Linked DNA regions of Pan troglodytes: region 2 is linked to region 1. Evidence: chromatin contacts called from public Hi-C data. All regions are on one chromosome and are shown on one strand. The core of a region is the stretch at or near the end of the contact, and the rest is flanking DNA. Distances in the headings are between cores, read along the strand shown. Region 1 overlaps TANGO6 (transport and golgi organization 6 homolog). Region 2 holds the start of VPS4A (vacuolar protein sorting 4 homolog A).

Region 1 (3,069 bases), core at 347-2,846:
AGCACTACTTTAGTCACGCTTTAAAATTCAACGATAAAGAGTAAATTCCAAACAATTATATTTAATTCCAGAAAAGTAAAAACTCTGGATCTAAAGATCATAAAATCCAAGCTGCTCTTATAGAGTTTCTTTAAATAAACTTCTTTTTTTTTTTTTGAGACAAGAGTCTCACTCTGTCACCTAGGCTGGAGTGCAGTGGCACAATCTTGGCTTACTGCAACCTTCATCTCCTGGGTTCGAGTGACAGTCCTGCCTCAGCCTCCTGAGTAGCTGTGACTACAGGCGCCAGCCACCACAACCGGCTAATTTTTGTATTTTTAGTAGAGATGGGTTTCACCATGTTGGCCAGGCTGGTCTTGAACTCCTGACCTCAAGTGATCTACCCACCTCGGCCTCCCAAAATGCTGGGATTACAGGTGTGAGCCACCACGCCTGGTCCTTCTTTTTTTTTTTTTTTTTTTGAGATGGTCTCGCCCTGTTGCCCAGGCTGGAGTGCAGTGGTACGATCCCAGCTCACTGTAACTTCCACCTCCTGATTCAAGCAATTCTTTTGCCTCAGCCTCACAAGTAGCTAGGCCTACAGGCATGCACTACCATGCCTGGCTAATTTTTGTATTTTTAATAGAGATGGGGTTTCACCATGTTGGCCAGGCTGGTCTCAAACTCCTAACCTCAGGTGATCCACCCGCCTCAGCCTCCTAAAGTGCTGGGATTACAGGTGTGAGCCACCGTGCCTGGCCAAAAACATCTTCTTAATAACTGTTGCTGGGCAGAATAGCAGCTTGCATTTGTACTGATAATTCTGTTTGCAATCTATGTGTTTTTCTATTTTCCTCAAGTCCATCAAACTGAAGGGGTGTTTTAAAACTTTACCAAATTAACCATGAATATATAATTATATTTCAACACTTCAACAAACAGCAGCACTTTGAATGTGATGTGAAATCCAAACAGGATAGCAGCCACCCATGAACATTACATGGACTATGACCAACAGGAATTTACGTTCTGAGGTAATAACATTAGATCATCCAGAAAGTGGAAATAATTTAAAATATGCAATTGTGAGATGTTGGAGAAATAAATGATCCATTCCACTAATATTTATTAAGCACTTTCTAATCAATCCCTATGAGAAACAAATTTCCATCATAAAATTACCATAAAAGATAGCTATTGGACAATTTCCCTCAGGAATAAGTCTGACTATAAACACACACATATACCATTTTGAGAGTCAGAAAGATAATTGGATTATTATGGTGTTAAGGGTGAACATGTGTCTGCCCTTTACTCTGATTAACTGGCAAAGATGGTGGAGTAAGTGGGCTTGTTGTGATGCAGAGCTGTGAGGCTCCAGTAAATTGCACCAACTATTAGCAGGCATCTTAGGAAAAAACCTGGAGGATTATTTAAGGCTCACGTTTCATTTAGAGAATATAAATAGCAGGCACCTGAGCCACTTGAGTTTCTGGTTTCTTTTCTATCAGCGCCCCTTAGTGGTTGAATCACTGAATGGCCTTTTGGGCGGAACTAAATCTGAAGAGAACAGTAACGGATGGGTGGACTCACCTAATGGCCTCTTTGATGGTAATCATAATGCCACCTTGAGTGGCAGCTCTAAACTGACACAGAGAATGGAGAGAGGGCACAGCTTTGTCCAACCCTGCAAATCCTTTCAGGCTGGCAATTGCCTTCTTCCTTTCCAGCTTCCCCAGAATCCATAATAAGATTTCTTGGCAAAGTGACCTGGCAGAAAAAGCAGTTATGAATGAGCTTGTCATCTTACTCCATGCATCTAACAAGCTAACATAAAAAAAGAAAGAAAGGCTGTCAGGTTCCACTGCATTTTAAATGCTGGCACAATCTCCTAGTACTACTGAAATGCAGGAGTGGAAAGTATGCTTCTTGTGAATTTCAGAATGCAAATATCCTGAAATTCAATGAGTGACTGACTAATCCTTGGTTCTGGCAGCAACCCTGATTTGCCACATGAGCCCCACGTGATTTTTTTTTTTTTTTTTTTTTTTGGTAATTCCAAGTGTACTACTGCCTTTGCATCAGGCACTGTCAAAGAAAGTATACACGGATAAAAATCATCTACGCTCAGCAAGACCAACAGCTGGAGACCAAGAAACAGCATACCAACAAAATATTGCTGATTCCTCAACCCCTTTCATCTGTGCCAATCAACTAGAAGAGGAACTAAATCATCATTCACATGTTCCTTGTCAGTCTCTGATGAGGACATGACAGTGCTGTGAGGACTTGAGTTTTAAAACAAAAACAAGAGGCCAGGTGCGGTGGCTCACGCCTATAATTCCAGCATTTTGTGAGGCTGAGGGGGGGGGGGGGGTGGATCACCTGAGGTCAGGAGTTCGAGACCAGCCTGGCCACACGGTGAAACACTGTCTCTACTAAAACTACAAAAATTAGCCGGGCATGGTGGAAGGTGCCTATAAGCCCAGCTACCCAGGAGGCTGAGGCAGGAGAATCGCCTGAACTCAGGAGGCGGAGGTTGCAGTGAGCCGAGCTCGCACCACTGCACCCCAGTCTGGGCAACAGAGAGAGACTCCGTCTCAAAAAAAAACAAAAACAAGAGTTATTTTGTGGACTGTCCCTTGAAACCAAGTTCACAGATGTACAGCCTCCCTCTTCCAATGCATTCTCTCTTGTCGTTGCCATTGCAGCTGTGGGATACAAGGATGTGCTGACTCAAGCTGAAGAGCCAGGGGAACTATGTAAGCTTTGAATAGTACAAAAGATGGTGTTTTCCTTCACCACTTAGCAATGGTGATAATGATAGCTACCATTTATTGAGCTTACTATTTGCCGGGGACTGTACTAAACACATTAATGCATATTTAGTCTTCACAATAACTCTGTGAAGAAGGTACTATTATTGCATATTGGATTACATGTGAGGATCTCCAAACACCAAAAATCATAATTCTATAGGACTTGAGATAAGATAACTCTTACCTGGAGGAAGAAACAACATAAATTACTGTGAAAATAGAGCTGATACAAAATGAATCCTACTTAAATTCTACGACAAAGGAGTATTTT
Region 2 (3,333 bases), core at 51-2,550, 420 kb before region 1:
ACTCATTCCATGTCTGCTCCTACTTCTGCCCTCCTCCACCTCCAGGTCTCTGAATGCTACTGGAACTCTGATGTCCCTTTTTCCATGAAGTCTTGTCTAACTCTCCCAGGCACTTTGTTGGCTGTCACTTAATGGACACCTACTATGTGCCAGACATACAAGAATGCTTTACCGTAATTATTCAATTTAAAGCTATCATCACAACAACCTAGAGGGCATTACCCCATTTTACAGACCAGGAAACTCGAGACCCGAAGATGAAAAAAAAAAAACTAGCCCAAGGTCACTTGCTGGTGAGTGGCAGAGCTGAGATTCAAACCCCGGAATGAGGCCTGAGCATGTTGATCTCTTCTGGCCCCGCAGGACTGACAGCACCTAGAGGGTGGGTCAGTTGTTCACCCAGGTGGCGCCATCCCAGCACCACCCTGCAGGATCTAGGGAATGAATGAAGGGTCGCTGGCCGAGAAGAGGAAGTCGAAGATTGGGGAAGGGGCCGGGGCTTGTTCGAAGTGAGGTCGAGGGACTTCCAGGACCCGGGACAGGAGAGGAGGGAGTGAGACAGGAGAGGAGGGAGCGAGCATCGCTGTCTGAACGCCCAGCCGGACCCCGGGCCGAGCTTCCTGAGGGTGCCTGTGCAGCTCGGGTGAGGCTGATCCCCACGGCGGTACCGGGGCGCCGGCTACACGAAGCGGCCCTGGGGCTGGGCCAGCCGGGCAGGGCCGGAAGGCCTGAGGGTGGAGATGCCACCCGGCTCCGAGCGCGTGGAAACAGACACGGGCGGAAGCGGCGAGGGGGCGGCCGGAGCGGGGTCGCGAGGCCGGGGCTGGGAGGCGCCCACCTGACCACCCGCCCGCCGCCCGGCTCTGCGGCCCGCAGGCCCCGCTGCCTTCGGCCTCCGAAGTCGGGCCGGGCCGCACGAGGTACCTGGAGGGTTGACGTTGTCATTTCATCTCCTGGGTCCGCCCCACACCCCGCGGCGCTGCTTGCGGCCTCGGTCCGGCCCCGGGGAGCCGAGGTACTGGGTCCGGCGCGGGAAGCCCGGCGGTGGGCGCTGAGCGCGGTGCGCGGGCAGGGCGGCCGCTCGCAGCGGGAGCCGAGTCCGAGGGCAAGCGAGGAGCGCAGCCCAGAGCGGTCGGGCCCGAGCCGAGCGGCTGCCCCCTAGCGGCCACGGCTCGCACTGCAGGCACCTCTCCCTGCCTCGGCGAAGGCAGGGGGCGGTTCGAGAGGCAGGACTGACTGGGGACGAGGAGGTGGGACTAGGGCGAGACGGACAGGGGGCGGGGACGGGGGTGGGTGGGACAAGGCCGGGGCGGGGCCTGGCGGGACGTACATTCTAGGGGCGGGGCCAGGGGCGGAGTGGGGTAGAATCCGGAAATCCTGACCTCGCTTGGAATAACAGCGCCCATTGAGCAGTTTTATTCTCACAATAAAACGAACTTATCAGAGCGTTGGTTTCTCCATGTTTAATACCGCACGATCATAATTAGCACCTGCCTTGTCTGGCTTTTGTGGGGAATAAATGAGCTAGCTAATGTAAACAGAGTGTGCCCCACACTGGGGCTCAATCCCTGGTGGGATGCCGCTGACTGTTCAAAGCCAGTTTTGTTTTGCTTGGATTGATTGACTGATTGATTGATACGGAGTCTTGCTCTGTCGCCTAGGCTGGAGTGCAGTGGCATGATCTCGGCTCATTGCGACCTCCGCCTCCCGGGTTCAAGCGATTCTCCTGCTTCAGCCTCCCGAGTAGCTGGGATTACAGGCATGCACACCTACTGTGTGCAGCGTTGTGTGCTAGTTTCTGGGGATACAATGATCAAAGCAGTTCTAGGGCTAGGTGTAGTGGCCCACGCCTGTAATTCCAGCACTTTGGGAAGCCAAGGCAGGAGGATTGCTTGAGCCGAGGATCAAGACCAGCTTGGACAACATAGTAAGACCTCGTCGCTAAATTAACAAACAAAACAAAACAAACAAACAAAAAAAAAACGCACCAGAGGCAAGTGATCCATTTGTCCACAAGTCTATCCTGTGAGAGAAAAAAAATGGAGGGCAAAAAACATCCAAGTTGAGGCTGGGTATGGGGGCTCATGCCTGTAATCCCAACACTTTGGGAAGCCGAGGCAGGCCGATTGCTTGGGCCGAGGAGTTCAAGAACAGCCTCGGCAACAGGTGAACCCCCATCGCTACAAAAAATAAAAAACGTATCTGGGCATGGAGGCGCACACCTGTAGTCCCAGCTACTCCGTAAGCTGAGTTGGGAGAATTGCTGGAGCCTGGGAGGTCGAGGCTGCAGTGAGCCGTGACCAGGCCATTGTACTCCACCCTGGGCAATGAAGCAAGACCCTGCCTCCAAAAAAAAAAAAAAAAAGAAAAAACCCCAAAAAATTGGCACACCTTAATCTCTCTTCACAAAATGCTAATTAAATACAAAGGAGAGGCCGGGCGTGGTGGCTCACGCCTATAATCCCAGTACTTTGGGAGGCCGAGGCAGGTGGATCACTTGAGGTCAGGAGTTCAAGACCAGCCTGGCCAACATGGCGAAACCCTGTCTCTACTAAAAATACAAAATATTCGCCGGCCATGGTGGCGGGCACCTGTAATCCCAGCTACTTGGGAGGCTGAGACAGGAGAATCGCTTGAACCTGGGAGGCGGAGGTTGCAGTGAGCCAAGACCACGCCATTGCACTCCAGCCTGGGCGACAAGAGCGGAACTCCATCTCTAAATAAATAAATACAAAGGAGAAAACAATGAGGACATTAGCTTGACTACGCGACCGAAGGGAACACCCCTGGTGGTGGGATGCGTGGCCCTCGTGTGTCTCTCCACATGATACCCTGAAGAGAGCATGGCATCATGGCATCTCTGCCAAGAGTGTGTGACACAGCCTGGTTGTGAGGCAACACCGAATAGAGCCAGCTGGAGAGCTGTGCTGAACAATCAAAGCCTTGTGCTGAGACTCAGGCACATGCGAATTAGAGTAAGGCTGAGGAACATTCCAGACTGAAGAACTGAGACACGACGACGAAAGGCAAGAAAGTGGTATTGGCCAGGATCCAAGGCCAGAGAGGAAAACAGGACATGGCCGGGATGGCTGGCATCATTTGAATGGGGTCTATGGAATGAGTGGTGGTGTGCCAATGTTGATTTCTTGATTAGGAGGACTTTATGGTGGCAATGCAGGGACTGTCCTTATGTTTTGGAGGTCCTCACTAGAGAATTTAAGGGTGCTAGAGAATCATATTAGAGAAAGACAAGGTAATGGAATAAATATGGCAAAATGTTAACAACTGGAAGGTTTGGGTGAAGGAGATTTGTATTGTTTTTGTAACTTTCCT

Evidence for each region. A called contact is a pair of places that touch in the nucleus more often than the background predicts.
Region 2: a contact with region 1 is called in a Hi-C map of stem cell-derived neural progenitor cells, with 3 times the contacts expected there. The contact joins the promoter of VPS4A here to the enhancer-like site in region 1. A contact is called at or near these places in 1 of 7 Hi-C or Micro-C datasets (stem cell-derived neural progenitor cells) and 1 of 1 datasets of contacts at active chromatin or transcription factors (stem cell-derived excitatory neurons).

The regions. Positions count from the first base shown.
Region 1 is chr18:66,941,243-66,944,311 of NHGRI_mPanTro3-v2.0_pri, reverse strand. TANGO6 (transport and golgi organization 6 homolog) reads right to left here. Exons shown (of 18, transcript XM_511059.9): 9 at 1,573-1,749. Among named protein-coding and RNA genes, the nearest start is that of TANGO6, 59 kb to the right of the region's middle. Within about 2 kb of position 1,596, at least 5 of the 24 cell types and tissues checked have an H3K27ac peak or open chromatin away from gene starts, as enhancers often do. A contact at or near this core is called in stem cell-derived neural progenitor cells, where this site is marked.
Region 2 is chr18:67,356,781-67,360,113 of NHGRI_mPanTro3-v2.0_pri, reverse strand. It overlaps VPS4A (vacuolar protein sorting 4 homolog A), which reads right to left and starts at 1,300. Exons shown (of 11, transcript XM_016930073.4): 1 at 925-1,300. The coding sequence starts at 945.